Regions from separate parts of the Zea mays genome. Here region 1 is linked to region 2. The links are chromatin contacts, called in public Hi-C maps. All regions are on one chromosome and are shown on one strand. Each heading gives the region's core, a stretch centred on a gene start, on an enhancer-like site or on the middle of the called end of the contact. The rest is flanking DNA. Distances are from core to core; before and after follow the strand shown.

What was found. Hi-C and Micro-C count contacts between places; a contact is called where the count stands out from the background.
Region 1: a contact with region 2 is called in a Hi-C map of endosperm, with 4 times the contacts expected there. The contact joins the promoter of LOC100284297 here to the promoter of LOC103643066 in region 2. A contact is called at or near these places in 10 of 25 Hi-C or Micro-C datasets (bundle sheath, ear, endosperm and 4 more).

The regions. Positions count from the first base shown.
Region 1 is chr1:200,928,051-200,932,506 of Zm-B73-REFERENCE-NAM-5.0, forward strand. LOC100284297 reads left to right here and starts at 2,465. Exons shown (of 8, transcript NM_001157192.2): 1 at 2,465-2,664; 2 at 2,952-3,021; 3 at 3,130-3,289; 4 at 3,618-3,699; 5 at 3,776-3,992. The coding sequence starts at 2,587.
Region 2 is chr1:200,762,022-200,766,514 of Zm-B73-REFERENCE-NAM-5.0, forward strand. LOC103643066 (60S ribosomal protein L38-like) reads right to left here and starts at 2,459. Exons shown (of 4, transcript NM_001365557.1): 1 at 2,239-2,459; 2 at 2,089-2,157; 3 at 1,507-1,690; 4 at 376-750. The coding sequence starts at 2,241. The coding sequence ends at 728. It overlaps LOC103645187 (a long non-coding RNA gene), which reads right to left. Exons shown (of 4, transcript XR_002266802.2): 1 at 4,469-4,493; 2 at 4,315-4,374; 3 at 4,146-4,218; 4 at 3,676-4,047.

The sequences.
Region 1 (4,456 bases), core at 1,215-3,714, 170 kb after region 2:
AAGAACTGGCCTATGTGCTCACGCGTGCTCTTTCCTTGGTCACCCGAAAACTTTGCAAATTCGGGTATCCTGGTTCCCTGTGGGTATGGGTGGTGATCAAATCGGCTGTCATAAGGCTTCCGATATGATTGCCCCCCAGGGACCATGCTTACTCCGAGCTTATCTCGTAACGCCCCTGCTATTTCTTCCCTCACTATATCAATGGCAGCCGGTGCGAGACCACCGGCTCTTTGATCAAACATAGGTGGGGTCGGCTGGATGATAGCATGTTGTCTTTCTCCCCATTGGTTTGAGCTACGTGGTGCATTTCCATTTACCCTATATGGCTCATAGGTTTGATCGTTTCTTTCTGGCCCTCTGGGTGGGGCCAGAAAGCTTTCCTGGGCTCTAGATCTTGAATTAATGGGCTGGTGCATTGCATATTGTGATGGTAAGTGTTGCTGGGATGGGTGAGGATTCAAGTAACAATCTTCCTCAAAAAGGTCATATGCGGACTGTCCGGACATTGGCCCGGACCGTTTGTAATTATGTGCGGACCGTCCGTCGTTGTATGCGGACCGTCCGACTGGGTAGTTTAAATTCGGTGCCCTATGTGGTGGCTCGGGTGCGTGTCTAGGTAACTCATTAAAAATGGGCCCGGTTGTGGCTGACCCGGACGGTCCGCGCTCGCGAGCGGACGGTCCGGACGTGTGTAGATCGGCTGGTTTACTGCCGATTTGCGTTTGCTCAGGGTACATGTCCATTGGCATCCCATAAGGGGGTTGTGACTGGTCGTGACAACCTCTAACCGATGTATTACGTGTATTATCTCCTAATTCAACCTCGTGTGAAGGAAAATTTGCTACACTAGATTTATCAAATGCACGTACTAGTCTCCTACAATCGTTTTGCATAACCCCTATGATATTTTGCATCTGTTCTCGCTGTTCATCTATGTAAGCTTTAAGAGATTGGAGTTCGTTGGTGCTACTTACATTTGGGGTAATCGTAGTAGGTCGGAGCGAAGCCAGATCTGTCGCCCGTTGCCGAACGACTTTGTTGTTCCTGTCCACTTTGAAGTCAGCCAGGAACTTCGCCTTTGCTTCTTGGATCAGCTGCTCCTGGCGCTCCTCGAACAGGAGCTGTTCTTCAGCCGACAAGGCTTCCCATGTTGGTGTGATGATATTGCTGGTGGAAACCTCAGAGCTATCCTTTGAACCAGCCATTGAGGGCCGATTTGATAGGTCTATATGTGTTGTCCCCAGCGGAGTCGCCAAAAAGTATGTTGACGCCTTTTCGGAGCGCCAAATACTCAAGAAGAACCGGCGGCGGTGCTCTCTGGTCAGGCGCGGACGGTCCGCGGCCTGGGGCCGGACGGTCCGCGACCTGGTGCAGGAGCTTGGGTCCTCTGCCTGACGGCCGGACGGTCCGCACGTGCGCAGGGGCGGCGGAAGTCGCCGGCGGCGGCCTGGATCTCGCTCCCGGGAGGGACCCCGTCGGGGAGGAGAGATCGTAGGGGTTGTCTAGGCTCGGGCCGGCCGACCTAGACTCCTCCAATCGGCGTAGAGTCGAAGAGAGGCGAAGAATTTGAGGATTGAGAGGCTAAACCTAAACTAGACTAGAACTACTCCTAGGATAAAATGCGAATAAAAGTTGTATTGATTCGATTGTTGATTACAAATCGGCCGTATACCTCTCTATTTATAGAGGAGGGGGGCTGGACCCTTTACAAACTAATTTCCGAGCTTATCTCCTGATTTTAGCTAACAACCGTAGCACAAAACTCGGAACCCTAATCTGTTCTGCGCACGCGCGGACCGTTCGGCCCACAGGCGCGGGCTGTCCGGACCGCGGACCGTCCGGCCTCAGGGCCGGACCGTCCGCGCGCTCAATTTGGTGCTCAACAAAAAGTAATAATTGTTGGGGCAGGCAGGAGATCGGCTACCATTCATGTCCCCGCCGGCCGTCGTTCCTCCTCCCCGGCGTGGCGACGACCCCGCGGCCTCGGCCTGGGAGGCATTTGTGAATGTAGAGGGGCAAACAGAAATAGGTCACCCGAAAAACTGGGACGAAAAAAAGTAGGGGCGGGGCAGACAACTCGTTAGACGGTTGGAGGCGGCCAAATATATGCGGTAGTAAAAGGAGCCAAGTGGTCATTTTCTTTGTATTTTCCTTTTTCTTAGCTAAAAAAATACTAAAATTAGTTTATACAAATCAAACATACTAAAAATTATTCTCTAAAAACCAAACACCTTATTTATGTAGACTAATTTTAGTACCTCAATTTTATTATATTTTAGTTTTTAAATTACTAAATACGAAAATTAAAACTATATTTTATTTTCCATATTTGTCAATTTAAGGCTGGTTTGGGAACACCATTTTCTTAAAAGATTCTTATTTTACTAAGGAAAAATAAACTAATTTTATTTGAAAAAATAAAAATCAATTGATAAAATGGTGTTTCCAAACTAGAATTTGAGATAAAAATGTAATAAAATAGTCCAATCGCCTTGACTACCGCTTCCGGTTCCGGATCCGAATCTCGCCCTCCCCTCTCTTTCTTGCCTCCAGGTCCGGCCGTCCGGGCGGCGCCGGGAGGAGAGAATGGCCTCCACGGCGTCGCCGCCGGTGTTCGAGAGGGTGGCCGGGATCCGAGCCATTGCCGAGTCCGGCCGCTTCAAGGCAAGCTCCCTCCACTTCCCAGCAATCAAGCTATTACCTGCTTTAATCACAATAGCTCCGCGCCCTCCTGTTGCTTTGCTGTCCTTCGCGGGTCACTGTCGACTGTAGTAGCTGCGAATGCTTGGGATTCGCCTTGCGGCTAGCCGCGGGACGCCGATTCCGATCACCAGATCGCAAATCCTGTTGAGAAATCGCCTTATCGTTGTGGAAACTAGAAACTGTTCTTGCCATCTGCTGCTGCTACACGCTCATCTGGCTACAGCTGAATCTGTCTCGCACTCTCGCAGGCATGGTTGCTGGACCAGTTTGGCGTTCTTCATGACGGGAAGAAGCCGTACCCCGGCGCCATTCTGGCATGTAAGTTGGCACAGAGAATGCACGCCACTTCTGTGAAGCGTGTATTTGTTTCCTTTGTGTTCTGATGCTGCTATTTATTTATGTCAACAATCGAGGTGATTCTTGCAGTGGAGAAGCTAGCGGAGAATGGGGCAAAGATGGTGATAATCAGCAATTCCTCTAGGCGGTCATCTGTGACAATGAAGAAGCTCAAGAGCCTGGGGTTCGACACGTCCTGTTTCCTCGCGACCATCACCAGTGGGGAGCTCACACATCAGCACCTTCAGAAGTAAGATTCCTGGGGGCAGTTTCTTCTGCCGATAGAAGTTATGCTTGTGATAACTGGCTCCTTTAAGGATGTAAAACCTGATAGGTGTCATGAGTATAATCACCTCAACATTTGCTGCGTTCTGAGGATTTCATATTTACATTGGACTGCACATATCAACAAAAAATGCTTATGATACTACCAACCAGAGGAGTTCCTTTTTCTTGTATGCAATAGTATTTTGTCGTTTGATGCAACTTATTCCAAAACTATAGAAAAACTTTCTACACTTTACTGCAAGAATAAACTGTCTGTTAATTCCCCTCTACGATTTAATCCCTGAATATAGGAGAGACGACCCATGGTTTGCTGCTCTTGGAAGGAAGTGTATCCATATCACTTGGGACGATCGAGGGGCAATTTCTCTCGAGGTTTATTTCCTGCTATTTCTGCTTAGCATCAGAATGGATTTTTTTCTTATCAGTTTTTCATTTTCTCATACTATAGGGCCTTGGTTTGCAAGTTGTGAACAATGTTGATGATGCAGAGTTCATATTAGCCCACGGTACTGAAGCTCTTGGCTCACCTTCTGGTGTTCCTCTTCCCAAAAGTCTTGAGGAGCTTGAGCAGGTTCTAATGCTTGGCATAGAAAAGCGACTTCCAATGGTGGTAGCTAATCCAGATTATGTCACTGTCGAAGCTCGAGATCTCCGTGTCATGCCTGGTATGTTTTTTTTCTGAACATGCTGGACAGATGTGTATCCTTATAGGGTAGAGAGAGAAAAGGGGAAACAACCCCATTCAAAGCAACCTCTCCACCTCACCTATGAGATAAGAGAAAGTTGCAGCAAAGCACCAATTGAAGAAAAACTTGTCCAACACTGGTTGGGATGGTTTGGATCGGTCCAATAGAGATCTACAGAGGCACTAGAGGCGTGATAGCAATGGGAAGAGAGACAGGAGAATGCTGAAGTTGCCATAGGAAGATGCAGTAAAAGTAGACTTGAAAGGGTGAAATATACCTAAAAATCTAGCCTTGAATAGGAGTATATAGAAAATAACTATCTATGTGTCTGAACCTTGACTTATGGTTTTTGTTGGGTTTTGACTTTAGCCTATCCAACTTGCTTGGGACTAAAAGACTTTGTTTATTGTTTTAAGTTTTATCATTTATCAAGAAGGGAATTA
Region 2 (4,493 bases), core at 1,209-3,708:
TAGCTTGTTTAGCTTCTTTCTTATGCTTCTTTTTCTAGGCAGGTAGTTTGGTAGCCTTGGGAATGTGGAATGGTTTTGTCATCGTTATCTTTTATGGCTTTAAACAGATCTGTGTAAACCAGCAATTACCTAGTATGCTTTTAGTATAAGCAGGGAGAAAAGGGACACCTGATTCGCATGATGTTTTTTTTGTAAATTGCGTCAGTAATCTTCATCCTTCTCATTTGCGGCTGTCCTCAGTGGATAGTGTAAAACAGTGACACAAAACTGTATATGACACTGTTTAAGTGAAGTTTGAAACAGTGAATAAAATAGAGGATGACTGCTGGAGATAGCCTCCTCATAAATTTTCTAATGCCAATGAACACTGAGTTTATGATAAAATTTTTAATAGCATCAGCCCCCAAAATATGAGTTCATCTTGACATGTCGATGGATGGGCGAATTAGCCATGTTTCTGCTACTTATCCACATGGGATACATATAAAACCACAAAAATCTAGTAAGTTTGCAGAGCTAAGTTGCGAAGGGGAACATGCAGTTAAATAAGAAAAAACTGAAAGGTGCGTCCTTGAACGAGGCAAATTGGTATTTCTCCAAAAATTCAAGATCCACAAATCCAACACTGACATGTCTAATAGCTTAAGGTCCAAAACTACATAAACAGCATGCTCTGCTAATGATAAAGATGCCCTAGAGGTTCGACCCGACGTTGCCATGTATCCAATCAAACCTCCTGGACGCTCAAGCCTGCAACAATCGACATTAATTAAGCATCAAAAAAGTCAGAACTTCATAGTGGAGTCGTGCGTTAAATGTCAGACAAAATTTGACAGATCAAGTTGGGCAGGGCTTACAACAAATGGAAGGCAAACTGTAATCACAAAACAGATGACCAAAGATACAAGCACAATTAGGATTAGATCAAAAAGACACAGGTAATTTTGTCCCTCGGATCTCATAGCTATTACCCATCATCAATGAACTTAAGAGTCGACTGGTTTTAACCACAAGCCTATATGCCAAAGAGTAGAGACAACAGAGGCTTGAAGCTAAAACTAATCAACCATTCATCTATGGTCAAATAATATTTTCTTCAATGGGACAGAGACTGATCAAACAGGAAACACAAACAAGAACAAAATGGTTCAGAGTGGAAGCTGATAAAGGAAGTGATCATACAAGTCCCTCAGATCTCATAGCTATTATTGGCCATCATGGATGGTTCTAAAAAACAGTTTTAGCCACAAGCCACCCATTAATCAAGATGACGTGTCAGCTGGCTTGAAGCTAAAACCATTCTTCGACCATCTTTGGACCGAAAATTTTATCTTCACTGGGACGGCTAATTAACGGCTAATTAAGACAAAGAAAACGGCATCAATCCAACAAAAATAGATAACTGAATAGACCGTCGGCAGCGTGGATGGTAATTCAACACAATACTGCCAGAATGGTGTTCTTATACTAGAACATAAATAATATGTCAATTAAAGCTGTGATTACCTGGGGGGAGAGATTGCTTCAACTTGTTTGCCTTCTCAGCGTCGAATACGCAGAGGGTGTACAAGTACTTGGAGCAGCGGACCTTGAACTTGACAACATCCTTGCTCCTCTTGATCTTCACTGATCGGGCATCCTTCCTCCTCGCGGTGAGAAGGAAATCCTTGATCTCGTGGATCTGCTTCGGCTGCAGATTTATTCCACAGACGATTAGACAAAGCAAAGAGATAGGTTGATACTTGACAATTAACTACAAAATACTAGCAGGATGGCAAAAAAGAAAAACTCGTTACCACTAGTACGAAAACAAACAGCCACACAGATGCTATGCTAACTTAAAGTGGTAGTTTATATACAATTGGATCTACAATGGTGGGTCTTTTTTACAATTTAACCTGTTATTACATCAGTCAGTGCATTTCGAATTCTTGTAGCTACAAAAACAGCGCAATGCCAAACGTACGTTGTGCAATTATAAAGAGCCGGATGGCACCAGAATACAGTAACTGACATTATAAGATTTCCATGCTCGCAGCAATTCAACCTAGGATACAGCTAATACGAAGCCACGACAGCCACTTACACAGAGATTGTACAAAACCAGAGCAGAATAACATTGTCTGGGTCCGTCAGCGATGTCGGCAACACTAGGACCTAATCTGACCAATCCCTTTCAGTAACAATCCACCGGCAACAAAATCGAGAAGAAGTGAAGGGGACTCGAGGGATACTTACCATCTTCTCGCGACACCTGGAAGTCCCCGAGCTCTTCTTCTTGCGGCGGCGGCTGGGATCCCACGGGAAGATGGAAATGCGGAGATGGCGGCTGGGCGGGAAGTGATAGGATATATAAGGCACGCGGGTGAAACCCTAGACAGGAAGCGATTCCAACAATGCCCAGGTCCTCGCTCGCTGCTGGTTGGACCTGTTGGTCGAGGGCTCTTCCACGGTGAAAGGCCGCATCTGGATGGGCCCAATTGGGCCGATTGGCCATATATTTCGTTGAATTCGCGGCTCGAAATATTACTGACGTTTCTTTTCTTAGTGGAGAGCTCAGTAATGTTTTACCAACTCAAGGTTGATAAGATTGAATAAAAATACCTACTACACTACTCATGATTTGTTTTGTTCTATTTCGTATCTTCCTCGCCCATTGTTTATCGTCGTCGCTTCGGAATAAAATAATTAGTCTTAATAAATTTATTTTATCATTTTAGTGTAATTAGTTTTATAACTAGGTCAGTGCCCGTGCGTTGCAACGGGGACATATAATATCTCGATAAATTATATATGCACATATGTGTTATATAGGTGTATGTCCTTACGTTGCTACGGAGTTAATATATAATGGTAAGATATATTGAGATGCAGAAGTACTATAATAAATGTATTGATATGCAAAAAAACTAAATGTTATTCTATACTTTTGTTAGCATCACTAAAAGTGGATGTTTACATACCTAAAAATAATATAAGACTGTACACGTTTTTTGTCATTAATATCTCAAATAAAACATGTTGATTCCATAGAAGGATAGCGTAAATTAATAACAAATTCCAAAAATCCTCGATCATAGATCAATATAGTTTAGATATTCATATAAATAAGTATAAATAAACTTTTGATAGCTTCTAGTGTTTTTTGCAATTTCAATATAAGAGATATACACCAAGATATATTGCTCTGCAAATTTGAAATTACTTATATACAATGTGTATTATACTGTTATGAGATGGAGCACGACGTCCGCGAGACGTTCGACATGGTGTCGAAGCGAAATTCGGGCTACAATCGAGTGCACCGACCCCGCAGCGTGAGGCCACCCGTCTGCAAGGCGCGTGAGGTTGAGGGCGAGGGGGCAGTTTCAAGGAGGGAATAATCTCCATAGGATGACAATGGAGTGGCGGCGCATGGTCACAGGGGCCTTGGTGACGGCGGCGTGCAGTCGATAAGGTACGCGTGGGTGCCGGCGAAGGGATGGCGCAGCGACCGGCAAAGATGGGGCTCCGCGATGTGGCGGGGGAGGAGGGAGGGAGAGGCAGGGGCGCACAAATTATTCGATAAAATGTTAGTGCATTACATGAATACAAGCAACACATAAAAATAAATCGTAGAATAATTTGCATAGCATGCTACTAATTCTCAACTTGAGGCATAGTTGGCATAAGAAAAATGCTACAATATATACTTTTAGAAGGACGAAACAAAACATGTAATGGGAAGAACTCATGCATGCCAAGTGTTCCGTTGTGCTACTCAGCAACATCACCGTTGCCACACTATGAAACAATATCAAGTACCAAACACGATCGTGCACATCAAAGATGGAATGCATGATAAGCTTTAACTAACTTCAGTTTGATTCCACTCGAAACAAATGAATTTTGATACGTTACGTCTGGATTATCTCAGTCCCACGCTCGTACTAACCCGTGGTGAGGAGAACAAATGCGTGTTTGGAGAGCGCATGCTTGTGCTTATTCCTAGAGCTATGGACATCGCACCATCTGTAGAGCATACTGAAATAGAATCTTTGCCAGTTCCTGCATCAGGAAAGCACATCATGATATATATATATATACCCAATCAGTAACCTTTAGTGCATAAATAGAGAGGACGCCTAGACTGTCAACACATTTACCTGCTTGCCGGATGGAACAGTGCACTGCACTCTAGAACCTTCTTTTTAGCATCTCGAAGTCTGCTTTCCCATCCTATTTAGAACCATAAAGCAATGTTACAACCTACACAAATTCGAATCCAATTCTTCGCAATCAAGAAATCAAACTCCAAACTTGAAAGTGACGTACCTCGATCAAGGCACCAATCTCACTATCAAAACTCTAGTACCGCTTTGCGGAAAATATCATCTAGGTAACCATCCCAACATCACAGAACAACACTTCCACTTTAAAAACCTTTGCATGGGAAAAGTTTAGTGGGTCTTAATGTTTTTTCAGTTACCTCAATCAGCTTGACAACGTTGTGG